Regions from separate parts of the Sus scrofa genome. Here region 2 is linked to region 1. A link is a contact called in public Hi-C data. All regions are on one chromosome and are shown on one strand. Each heading gives the region's core, a stretch centred on a gene start, on an enhancer-like site or on the middle of the called end of the contact. The rest is flanking DNA. Distances are from core to core; before and after follow the strand shown.

The links. Hi-C and Micro-C count contacts between places; a contact is called where the count stands out from the background.
Region 2: a Hi-C map of liver shows a contact between it and region 1, with 4 times the contacts expected there. The contact joins the promoter of ANGPTL3 here to the promoter of PGM1 in region 1. A contact is called at or near these places in 1 of 5 promoter capture datasets (liver) and 2 of 47 Hi-C or Micro-C datasets (both in liver).

What each region holds. Positions count from the first base shown.
Region 1 is chr6:148,910,043-148,916,458 of Sscrofa11.1, forward strand. It overlaps PGM1 (phosphoglucomutase 1), which reads right to left and starts at 3,395. Exons shown (of 12, transcript NM_001246318.1): 1 at 2,969-3,395. The coding sequence starts at 3,214.
Region 2 is chr6:149,841,782-149,848,197 of Sscrofa11.1, forward strand. ANGPTL3 (angiopoietin like 3) reads right to left here and starts at 4,073. Exons shown (of 8, transcript NM_001003926.2): 1 at 3,762-4,073; 2 at 3,557-3,759; 3 at 2,844-2,954; 4 at 241-349. The coding sequence starts at 4,050. The region is part of intron 14 of DOCK7 (dedicator of cytokinesis protein 7); the gene reads left to right.

The DNA.
Region 1 (6,416 bases), core at 2,145-4,644:
GAAATTGAATAACTTGACCAAAAGAACTGCCCCTAACTCCTATGCTTTGTATTCTTTCTGCTTAGAATTCCTTTCCCAACAAATCCACCTTGGACACTCTTAACTTATCCTTTAGGTCTCAATTCTGCTGCCACCCCTCTATGAAGACATTCTCACTTTATCTTCTGCTCCCAAGTACAGCCCGTCATGCTCTTGCCTCTTCAGTACCTGGCACATAGCCCCATCACAACACCTAACACTGTGCTATGTCTGCTTATCCTTATCGACCTCCCCTTCTGGACTGTGTAATTCCTGAGGGCTGGAATATACTATATCCAAGTACTTAGAAAATGTCTGATAAGAAGTAAGCACATGATAAATGTTTAATGAGAATAAATGTATTGGTCATAAACCATATGCTGGCTTTAAGAACTGGAATACATGTAAGGATATTCCATACACGTCACAATTCCTGATTCAGGGCAACTGAACAAGGTTCGTGGAATGCCACCCTGTCCCAGGTCCTGCAGAGAGAAAAGAAGTGCGATCATTTCCTCTCTTCCAGAGGTATCTATGGGGAAAGATGACTTAAGGGATGACAGTGGCAGAGAGGGGCTACTGGGAAAGCTTTCTGAAGATGCTACCTGAATTGCACCAGAAAAGAAGGAGTGGCATATTTAAATTCCTGAGATGTGTGTGTGTTAGAGAGAGAGAAAGACACCAAATATAATTAGAGAGCAGTAAGCTGAGGACAGAAACCCAGGGTGTGGGAAGGGCAAGCAGGCCATGTAGAAACTCTCAAAAACGGTGAGTGGGATCAGGAGAGAGTGATCAAGGCAAGGGAATGAGAACTTTGAAAGAGTACAAAGTGAGCAGTGCCAACAGGAAGGCCAAATAAGATACGGCCTAGACAGTGTTCAATGGATTCCGCAAACACAAAGTCATCAGTAGTCTTGCTAAGTGCAATGTCAGTGGAGTGGTGGAGGACGCAGAAGGCGGACTGCAGTGAGCAGTGAGCTACGAGTGGGAGGTGGGAAATCAGTGCTGGTGGATGCTGACAACTTGAACAAAGATTGGCTACAAGCAGGTGGGGGGCGGGGAGAGCAGTAGGGCAGCAGCTAAAGGGTGATGAGGTTTTAAGAACAGCTATCTTCAGTCTTAACTATTTCTTTCCTTCTGACCCCACGCAATTTTCCATTTGGACCCCTAAGATTCCCATTGTGCTGTAAGCTCCTTAAGGACAAGTCTTGCTTCTGAATTATCTTTTTATTCCACACATTTCTCTGTACATAGCAGAAGCTCAGTATTTGTGGAAGGAATGAATGAAATGCAAGTTCAACACAGGTCCTAAGAAAGACATGACGGGCTCTACCGGGATAGAGCTCTTTGTTTTCCCTGCTGTCTGAAAACTAGGGAGCATAAAGAAAACAAATCCAGACAATCTTCTCTCATGGATGCTGATAAATATTTGACCCAGGGAGGCAGATGTAGATTGGGCCCAGTTTAGATTTAGGAGACTGCAGGAAAACAGATCTTCAGACTTAAGGGTCCCTTCATTCCCAGAAGCTGCGCAAGGTCTTGTAATTGGCAGCTCTGTACTAGATTCTCAGCACATCTCCTGTGTCTCAGGAACTGCAGACACAGTTTCTGTGGAACTTGCCTAAGCGTCAGTTTTCTCATTGGTAACTTGAAGCTGCCCATAATAGCATCGACCTCACAGGGCAGCAGGAAGATAAATGAGATCCGGCAAGCGAAGGGCTTCTCTCACAGGGCTTGGCAAAATGGCACTCAATATGTTAATAAGAGAAATAAAGTACTGCTAAAATGGATTTAAAAAAAAAAATTACTAAAGGGGATGAGTTCCAGAAGAGGTTGAGTGTAAGTCAAACCTTATGTGAAACACAGAAAACCACAACAAAAACTCGTTTGCTAAAATGGATTTTAAAAAAAAACAAAAACACAAAAAACACATTACTAAAGGGGATGAGTTCCAGAAGAGGTTGAGTATAAGTCAAATCTTATGTGAAACATAGAAAACTACAACAAAAACTCACTAGAAAACTTTTTTAAAACAGTGAGTGAACGTTCAGTCCCCATTTACCTACTTTATAAACCCACACTTTCGCATACGTCCTAGGTTTACTGAAAAATCTGCTTCAGTTTCACCTGAGTGGACGTGCCTAAAGTCAGTTAACATCCTCTAGCTGCGCAGGCGGCGGAGGAAGCAAAGGGTTGCGTTAATTTCCTGCCCTGCCACGACTGCTTACGGAAGAGCGCCCTTGGCCAGGCAGTTTCTGATCTAATGAAATTTCAGCTCCAGCCGCCTCTGTGGAACAGATCCAGAGACAACACCGGGAAAAGACGAGCCCTTTCAAAAGCCTGTGCCCCAGCAACCAGGCCGCCTAAGGGCAGAAGCTCGGTCCCAGCAAACCAGGGGATGGGGAACGAGGCTTGGTAACCGCCCCCTCGGATCTGCCCTTTGGACCGCTGAGGGGAGGGTGCCCAAAGCCTCCGGCTCGCAGCCAGCGGGAGGCTCCAGTCCCAGACCAGAATAGCCGGCATCCGGCGGGATGCAGGGGGTTCTGAGCAAAGCGGCGGCCTCTAACCTTTCCCGGCCAAGGCGACTGCCCTCTGCTCGGTAACTGTATCTTCGCCGGCAAGAAAGGTTAACGTAAATGTCAGAGGCCAGAACAGCAACGGGGGGGAGGGGAGAGAGGGAGGGGCAGGAGGCGGAGGGTCCGGCCTCCCAAGGTCAAGCCCAGCGCCTCGGCTCGCGCCCCGGGGGGCGGGGGGAGGATGGGAGGAGCGGTCAGAGGAGCGGCTCTGCCCCGCGGGGCGGCCCCTCTCCGGCCCGCGGCCCCGGGCGGGCAAGAGCGAGCGCGGAGGACGTGTGGGTGGAGACTGCGGCGGCCGCGCGCGGAAGTGGCCCCGCGGGAGCGAGGCAGGAGGCGGACGACGCCGGCGACCGAGGACGGGGCGCGTCCCTTACCCCGTTGGCGGCGGCGATGCGGACGATGAGCTGGATGGCCTCCTTCATGTAAAACCTGCCGTCCCCGCCCACCACCAGGGTGGCCTCCTGCCGATGCGCCGGCTCCACGGTGGAGATGATACTCTGGATGAAATTCTCCGCGTAGTTGGCGCTGCTCTGAAACACCTTCACCCGCTTCCGCAGCCCGCTCGTGCCCGGCTTCTGGTCTTGATACGCCTTGGTCTTAACGGTCACGATCTTCACCATGGTGGCGGTTTGCTTTCTGGGGCCGGAGCGGACTCTGCCAACCGGGGGACGGCCGGGACTGTGGCTGCGGCTGCTCTGGGGTGAGGGCGCGGACCGGGTCGGGGCAGCGGCAGCTCCCTCGGCCTTGCTCGTCCCTCCTCCTTAAAGGGACAGGGCCCTCCCTCCGCGGCCAGCCCACCTCCTTGCAGGTCGGAGAGGGAGGGGAATAGGGAGCGCCCACCCCTAGGCCTCGGGTGAGATGGGTGGAGCCTTTCGAGGTACCCTCCCCCCGGTAAACCAATCACTGTAAAGAGAAACCCGCAACGCCTCCCCTAAGTGAACGTGCGGAGCTTAGGGTAGGGACTGGGTCACAGGGCAAAGACTTTGAGACAGCGGGAAAAACAGAGACGGGACAGCCGGACTTAGAAGACTTAGGAAGCTTCCACTCACGACTATTTTCTATTTCGTGATGGTGTGAAAACAATAAGTATTCAGTAGTAACCGTACCTTTCATTTTGATTTTTGATCTTTTCCTGGGCTGGCACTATGCAGTACATGTTCTCTCCGTACCCTCAGACGCAGCTCGCGATCAGCCACCTGATCAGGAGGATAAAGAGTCCCATACACTTAGACCCATTCTGTACCCGTACCATTATTCTATTTTTCCCTTTCAGTACAGTGTTCGATAAATTACATGAGCTATTCAATACTTTTATTATAAAACAGGATTTGTGTTAGATGAATTTGCTTAACTGAAGGCTACAGTATTTTGAGCCCATTTAAGGTAAGCTCAGCTAAGCTACGGTGTTTGTAGGTTAGTGTTTTCCCCTTACGATATTTAGAACTTAGGATGGGTTTATCCAGAAGTAACCTCGTCCTAAGTGGAGGAAGATCTGTATGTTTTCCTGTGGTTTAGCTAGAGTTTCATGCGTAAATAACTTTATGGAAACACTTCTGAGGGATAAAAATGTCAGCCTTAGCCCGATTTTATGACTCCTTATTCTTTCTATTCTCTCTCTAAATATTAAGAGTATTTGTGTTAGAAAAAGGAGTCAACTCCAAAGGTCTGATTCAACCTACTACTTTTTACTGACAGACCACACACTTTATTTCCATTGGGTTTGCATACTAGGGTGGGCATACTAATAGGTAAGATTTATTGAATATAATGTTTCTGAAGTACAGGTTTTATTTTTTCCCTATTTTATGCTTGCAAAACTGAGAGACGAAAAATGACCTGTCACGGCCACAGAGATAAGTACTTGTAGGAGGCCAGCTCAGGTGGGTGTGGCTCCAAACCCAGGTCTCTTGCAATCATTTGCCTGCCTGTCACCAGATTTGAGAACTAGGAAATGTACAGGTAAGGCTTGATAAACGTATGTACAAATACAAGGTAAGGGTGAGTATTATTGCCATCAAAATAAGTCAGTTATTCATGCAGTAGAAAATTAGGGAAGAGATCAAAAAGGACCAGGGTGGCCGTGAAAGGTTGGAGCATAGAGTCAAAGAAAGAGACTCAGTTGTTACGTAGGAATCTTCAGTCTTTTAGGTTCAGCGTCTCCCTTGATTTGGTGAGAGTGATGGCCTCCTCTGCTTAAGAAATGTTATCATTTGTAAGATGGGTGAGCCAGGGAAAGCTAGTTAATAATCTGTGGGTACCCATCTCTTTACTCTAAAATGGACATAAACCCAGTCTTAGAGAATTTCTGCAAGAATTAGCAGGGTTTTGTATGTCAGTAGTTCTCAATCATGGATACACAGTAGACTCACCTGAGACACTTTTGAAACTACCCATGTTCTGGTCCAAACAGATTCAGTCACAATCAGCTGATGTAAGTAAATCAAGCAGCATGATGCCTAAAAAATAAAAGCCCAAACACAGAGGTTAAAAAAAAATTAGTGTTCCTTCCCCAGTTCCAAAACCAGAGCTTATGGTTAACCTGTGAATTTGATTATATTCACACCCCTTTAATGGCTAGTTGGTGTATTTTGATTCAGCAGAGAGGCTGAATGATGCAAACAACAGCTGACTCTCAGAAATCGTGTCGATATACATGTTGATAGAGGCATTATGTGGATGTAGAGATGGGTTTTGACAGAGTCATTACAAATACATGACTCTTTGATAGCGTATTTACAAATAAATTTCATGTGAAAACTGAATCCTGGACAGCTGGTGATGATTTCTGTATTTACATAGAAGTTCACAAAGCTTCCAGAGTAGTAGCATCTTGTGAATTAAGTAGTATAAGCAACTCCGTGTATAGACTAGAGCCTTGAGAATAGAAGGGTGAATGTATTCAAGGTAGCCTGACTGCACAAAATGAAAATATAGTATAGAATCGCTGAGTCTTGGCAGTTCCTAGCTCTCAGAGTTGTATGGATTAAATGAGATACTGAATATAGAGCTCCTTACACAGTACTAATACATACTGATAAATGGTCACGTGTTATCATAGAGCAATGAGCTCAACATCAGAGCCCATGCTCTTTCTCTGTTCCTCACTGTCTTTGGAACTGGGATGGAGCTTTTCAGTTTAGGGGAATTGCTCCCTACTTCTCTCAGCTCAGAAGTTGTAACAATTAGCTTTAACAACATAACAAACCACCCTTAAACTTCGACCATCACCATTTATTTCTGGTATTATTGCCTATGATTTTATGAGTTAACTGGATGGTTTCTCTAATCTGGGCAACTCTGCTGATTTTGGCTGGGCTTCTGTGGCAGGTGATCCCCAGGGACCTCGCCTTCCAGTACACATGCCTTTATGTAATGGCCTTATATTACTTTTCTTGCCATGTAACAAGTCAGCACAGGGTCAGTGGCTTTTAAAACAACACTCATTTACTACCAAAGTTCTATAGGTCAGAGGTCTGGGCTGGTTTGGCTGGGTTGAATGTTCATAGTACATGTACAACAAGGCTTGAGACTGAGATACTGGCTAGGCTGGGCTCTTCTTATCAGGTCTGGGAATAATCTGCTCCCAAGCTCTTTCAAGTTGTTGGCAGGATCTATTCCTTGCAGTAGGTCAGAGATCCTTGTTGCCTTACTGGCTGTCAACCAGGCTCCACTCTGGCTCCTAGAGGCTGGCTACATGGAGTCCTTCTCATGGCTGCCATCTCTAATTCCCTCTTCTGCCGTCAGCCAGAGAAATGCCTACTTTGTGAAGAACTTGGGTGATTGGATCAGACATACCTGGATAATCTCCCCTTTGCCGAGTAA
Region 2 (6,416 bases), core at 2,823-5,322, 930 kb after region 1:
TGATATCTGTCACAGACTGCTTCTAAACCCCCCCCCTCCGCTTTTTTGGGCTGTGTCCATAGCATGCGAAAGTTCCTAGACCCGGGATCGAACCTGTGCCATAGCGGTGACAATGCTGGATCCTTAACCGCTAAACCACCAGGGAACTTCTGGAATAGGGATTTTTGATGGAAATGTCAAAGATAGAAAAAAAATTCTATGATAGTAGCTTCAAGAAGGAAAGCCACCCGATTATCTTACCATTATGTTCTACATTTTTTGTTTCATTCAAGTGAAGAGAGGGAGTAGTTCTTGGTACTCGTGGTTTAGAAGCATTTTCTGTGGATTCTTGAGTACCAGTTCTTCTTAACTGATAAGAGAATACAAATCTAGTTTTAAAGATAATACTAAATATACAAGGAGAGGACTCTGAGGGAAGACATTAAAACTAAAACTTATATACATCTTTTAGTTCATAATATGTTATAGTTTCCGATGTTAAGAGGAATAAACAACCCTATACATATCATAAAGCCTTCCTTTTCTCAAAATACTTAATCAGGCATATTATTTAATGAGTTCAAAAAAACAGAGAAAGAGAAATTGGTCAAAAAAACAAGAAGACCAAAGGCAGAGACTTTGCTTAGAATATTTTGGTAGTTTCTGTTTATTTATATGAATGTAATGTACTATTTAGTGACACAGATTTTAAATTTAATAATTCTCAGTTGTAGGTCTTAAGACATAGCATGTAAGTTGAACAAGGCTGCTTTCTTGATAGTTTTTGACATGTAAACATATCTGTAAAGGTAACAAATTGGCAGGCTTATTTGTTTACTTTCAATATATTCAGTACTTGATTGTTGTGCTGGGTTTGCAGTTTATTGACTGATAGCTTTTCTTCTTGGTCGGCTGAGAAAAGCAGAGTATGTAACATCTTGTGTTATTAGTGTTAATTTTTTGATGTTAGCGTAAATGACATTTCCTAGAATATAATTTATAAGGATCTGTTGTAAGTTCACTTTCTGGGTATTAGTCTTTTCTACTAAGTAGCTGTGATCTTATATGGTAACTTAAAGAGTTTTGGTTTCTTAAATTTGAGTAAGTTGTATCAGATGATCTAAGGCATCTTCCACCTTCATTGTTTTGAATTCTTCATACATTTTATTATTAGGAGTATAGCATTTATAGTAGTTTTTGCTTTTGTGAGTAGGTTCATTTAATCATAATAAAAGATACAGGTAAAAAATTAGAAAAATAACACATAAGGAGTTCCCATTGTGGCTTAGCAGGTTAAGGACCTGATGTTGTCTTTGAGGATTCAGGTTTGATCCTTGGCCTGGCTCAGTGGCTTAAGGATCCAGCATTGCCATAAGCTGTGGTGTAGATCCAGTGTAGCTGTGGCTGTGGTGTAGGTCTCAGCTGCAGCTTTGATTCAACCCCTGGTGTGGAAACTTCCATATGCCACAGGTACAACTATTAGAAAAAAAAAAAGAAAAAGAAAAATAACATATAGTAAGAAAATAGTTATGGAAATCAAAACTAGCTGGCAAAACCCCTTTTTGGATAATTAGTAAAAATACCCTAAAATTATGAGTCATAAAATTACTGAAACATGTAACGACATGTTTGTTTAGTGGAAAGTGATAATAACACTTGTTTTGTAGTTCTTGGCATCATTTTTTTTTTCCTAGTTTCTTTGAGTCTGTGTTATTTTTGAAACGCTTTTAAATGGTATTTCACCATATTGCTAGTTAATATTTTGGAACTATGGTATTATATGTATTGGAATGTTGAGAGTCTGACATGGCCTTATTCCAAACAGGTATTCCTCACCTAGTCAGTTATTTACATTGTAGATTAATTATTTTGTTGGGTATGGAACTTTAATTATCAGGGCTTCTGATGATAAGAATAATATTAAACATAGCGAGTTTTATTGACTTCGTGCTAAACAGGACGTTACCTTTATTAGCTCTGCATTTTATTAAATGCCTATTTTGTGTCAGACAGTGTTGTGTGTTGTGGAGTACAGCATGTAAATAGTGTAAATTTAAAAAAATGGGAGAAAATTTCTATAGTCATAGAGCTTATATCCTAGTGCAGAGATAGATGAGATAAATAACTAAAATATATATTATGTTAAATAGGGTGAGTGGTAAGGGAAAAAAAGGTAATGAAGGAGGTAACAGGTCAAGCAGGAATGTGGAGGATTGTGATTTCTGATGAAGTTACCTGAGAAGACTCTTTTGAAGATTTCTGTATTTGAGAAAGACGTAAAGGAAATAAGAGTGGGCCATGCAGATACCAGTGAGAAGAGCATTCCAGTCCAGCCACAAGGGCAAAGACCCCAAGACAGCAGTGTGTTTGATGTGTTTGAATAACAGTGAAAAGGCCACTAGACTAGAGCAGAGGAGATGGAATCAGTGAGATAATTAAGGAGTCATGCGGGCTTTGGGGCTGCTGTGAGAGAGTGGGAAGCCATTGTGGGGTTTTTTGAATAAAGAGACATAATCTAATCTAAATTTTAATTGAATCACTTTTTGTTAAATTGAGGGTATACTCTGCATGAATTAATTCTTTTTTTTCCTCAAAACAGTCCTATAAGATGGGTTCTGTTATTATCTGCATGGAAGATTTGAGGAAACTTGAGAAAGGGTTAGGTAATTTATTTAAGTTCCCACAAAAGTTTTAGAGCTAAAATTCAAACTCAGTTCATTAGCTTCGGCGCCTACAGACTTAACAGTCATGCTGATGTGGTCCCTTTATTCACTATCCAACTGTTATTTTACATACTGTTAGCATACAGTGTTCATGAACCTAAATCTATGTAAAAGATTGGAGATGATAAAATGCTGACTTACCTGGTTTTCTATTTCTTTTATTTGACTGTGCTGTTGGTTTAATTGTCTGTATTGTTCTTCCACAGTCTGAAGAAGGTCTCTGATGCTGTTGTCTTGCTGTTCCACAAAAGTCTAGACATAGATTGTAGGCTGGTTAGACGCTTCTTTCTTTTGTTAAATTAGACATTTTTTCCCCCTTAGAACACTATCGCAGTCTAATTTTTTAGAGCTAATACTGGATTAGAAAAATGAATTTTGGCAAACATTTTCCCTTGTATGCTGCTTTCACATAGTACATACTTTTGCTTTTGTATTGTATTTAAAATGTACCATCTCCAAAATCTGATTTCCTGAACTTCAATTAAATGAAAAAAGAAATTAATATATTTTTTTATTTTTATATTTTTGCTTTTCTATGTTTTAAACATGGGAGAATAGTTATAAGTTAAATTCCTTTAGCCTTTTACTTGCATCCAGGAATTTGCAATACTCTAATTTGTAATAATTTTCATCTGAAATGCAAAGTTTAGTTATTTTCATAAGTAATGTTAGGGAACATTAAAACTAACTTCAAATTAGAATGAGAATTTTTTTTTTTTCCTGGCGGTTTTTTTTCATGAGAAAAATACAGTATTTCGACAGTTCAGTAACATATTTCAAATAGCCTATCTTAAAATATTTTTAAAAATATTCACATTGAAAACAATCACAAATGCTCTTTGGTTTCTACTTACTTTAAGTGAAGTTATATCCGGGTGTTCCTGAATTTCAGGTTGATTTTTAATTAAATTGGTTAATTGATCTTCCAGATATCTTACTTTGTGTTGAAGTAGAATTTTTTCTTCAAGGAGACTTTCAACTTTTGAGTTGAGGTCAAGTGACATGTTCTTTACTTCTTCATTTTTGACTTGCAGTTTGAATGTAGTTCTTCTAAGTTCTTTTCTTCTTCTTTGATTTCATTGGTTTGCAGTGATAAGTCATAAAAAGACTGGTCAAATATGTTGAGTTTTTGAAATATATCATTAATTTGGCCCTTAGTCTTATGAACAAAGTCTTTAAGACCATGTCCTAACTGAAGTAGGCCATTGGCTAAAATTTTTACATCATCCAACATAGCAAATCTTGATTTTGGCTCTGGAGACACAGAGTCAAGTGATGAAGAGTCTTGGTCAATTCTGGAAGAAATAACTAGAGGAACAATAAGAAGAAAGAGCTTAATAGTGTACATTTTTATCCTAATTACTCCACTTTGAAATGATTTGGAATTTGTTTTTTTCCTATAAGCACACCTAGACTTCTAGACTCTCTAGTTAACATTGTTTGCTACATAAACAGTAAGGTTGGCAGGTGAATAGAGTTAATCATTAAGCTGTGTAAACTTGTATGAATGTAACCTTCCACATTGAGTTAGATCAATGCTAATTGAAGTCAAAGAAATAAGCAACTAACTTAATAGGTCATTTAAAATGATTATTGTATTTTAATTTTTTTAAAAGCTGATTTTGTCATTTTTAAAGAGATTTGCAAGTAAATACCAAACTCTTTTGACTGATAAATTCATCATTCAATTGAGTAAAAATTAGTGAATTAAGTATACGTTTCCCAAATTGTATTTTAGTTTCTTTGGAAAACAGTTTTCCATCTCCAAAAATGCCTTCTCTGCGAAGCCTTCTTCCATTTCTGCAGGTGGTATTAGTGGCTCTCAATGCTGCATTCCCATAGTACCCTTTATAATAAACCAACGTATGATTACATATTCCTTATTATTTGTCACTATAGTTGTGAGTGTATCTTTTTGCTTCAATGATCTATCTTAACTGTATTTGTATATTGTCACAAAATACTATACATTAAAAGGTATTTCATCCTTTTTTCCCATTATATTCTATGTCTCAATGGTCTAACCTTTTTTCTCTGGGCCCACTGGAAAGACCAATACATTATGTAATTTTCTAAGGTCAGCCAGAATTAAATACTTCCAGGGACAGAAACTATTTGCACATTACACATTTGTCTGAAGTTTTTGAGCTTGGTAACAATATTCGTGATATAAATTTAACAAAATAAAAAAATTAGTGGTATGTTTAAAAGTAAATGTTCCACTATGCTTCTAACTTATGTTTAAAAGGAAAAATACTAGGAGTTCCCGTCGTGGCGCAGTGGTTAACGAATCCGACTAGGAACCATGAGGTTGCGGGTTTGGTCCCTGCCCTTGCTCAGTGGGTTACGATCCAGCGTTGCCGTGAGCTGTGGTGTAGGTTGCAGACGCGGCTCGGATCCTGCGTTGCTGTAGCTCTGGCGTAGGCCAGTGGCTACAGCTCCGATTGGACCCCTAGCCTGGGAACCTCCATATGCTGCGGGAGCGGCCCAAAGAAATAGCACAAAGACCAAAAAAAAAAGAAAAATGCTAAATACTTCAGTTAAATTATAACTGATTATTTTTCTTTTTTTGAATTAAAGAATTTAATTCAATTCTAATCACTGATTATTTTTTTTGAGTGTTTATATTAAAAACTTTTTCAGAAAACAATCCCTTTAAATGACTTATCTTGGTAAATTAATACAGTAAAATTGTTAAGAGTATGGTCTTTGGAATCAGACTATGGTCTGGGTTCAAAGCCAGATCTAGCTGTCCTACCTTAGACAAGTTACTTAACCTCTCCATACCTCAGTCTCCTCATCTGTAAATTGGGGTATTTTTTATTGTGTATTTAATGATAATTAAAAGAAATAACTATGTCTGGAGCAGTCAGAACAGTGTCATGCAAATAGGGAGTATACAAAATATTAGTTATTATATCCATGAAATGACTTGTGTGTGTATGCATTTATAATCAGCCCTAATAAAAGAAATCCACTTTTTTGCAAAGGGAAAAGTTTTAACATAACGAATTTCAGTTTAAACTATAAATTATCAAGCAAAACTTTACAAAATGAAGCATTTCCAAATATCTGTTCTTAGAAATACTTCTTAGCATAAAATAGAGACCCTTTTGATGATTCAGGGTTTTTGATAGAATGGTTAGAGTAGAGGTAGTATACTCTAATGGTTAAAAGAGTTTGATTCTTTCTTCAGAGAGACTGGCTGAATTGGAATCCTGGCACTATGTATTCTTCAGCTCTAAAAATTACTTAGTTTCTCTGTTCCTCTGTTTTCTTGTCTATCAGGTGAAGAGAATATCTACTTTATAGAGTTGTAAAAAAATTAAAATTTAATATTTTTAACACTCTAAGAGCACTACCTAATGTTTAGGAAACACTATACAGTATTATGCATTAACTGATTTTTTGGTAATTAGGAGTAGTCAATGCATTTTTGTAATATTACTCTAATATTTTATTGGTAAATATTCTCTAGCCTTATGTTAAAGTTGGGAAATTTTGCTAGAATCTAGATTTTCTATTTTTTGGTCTTTTGGACCTTGGTAAGTACAATAAATTATGTCTTTTGTTTAGACTGTGTATACGTTTTCTAAGTGTCCAATACAGAACCACATAAATGTTTCTGTTTGTAAGAGAAATAAAGAATGCAAGTAAATAAAAATATACAAATACTTTCACTAATGAAGAAGAAAAACAGAACAATTTTCCTTA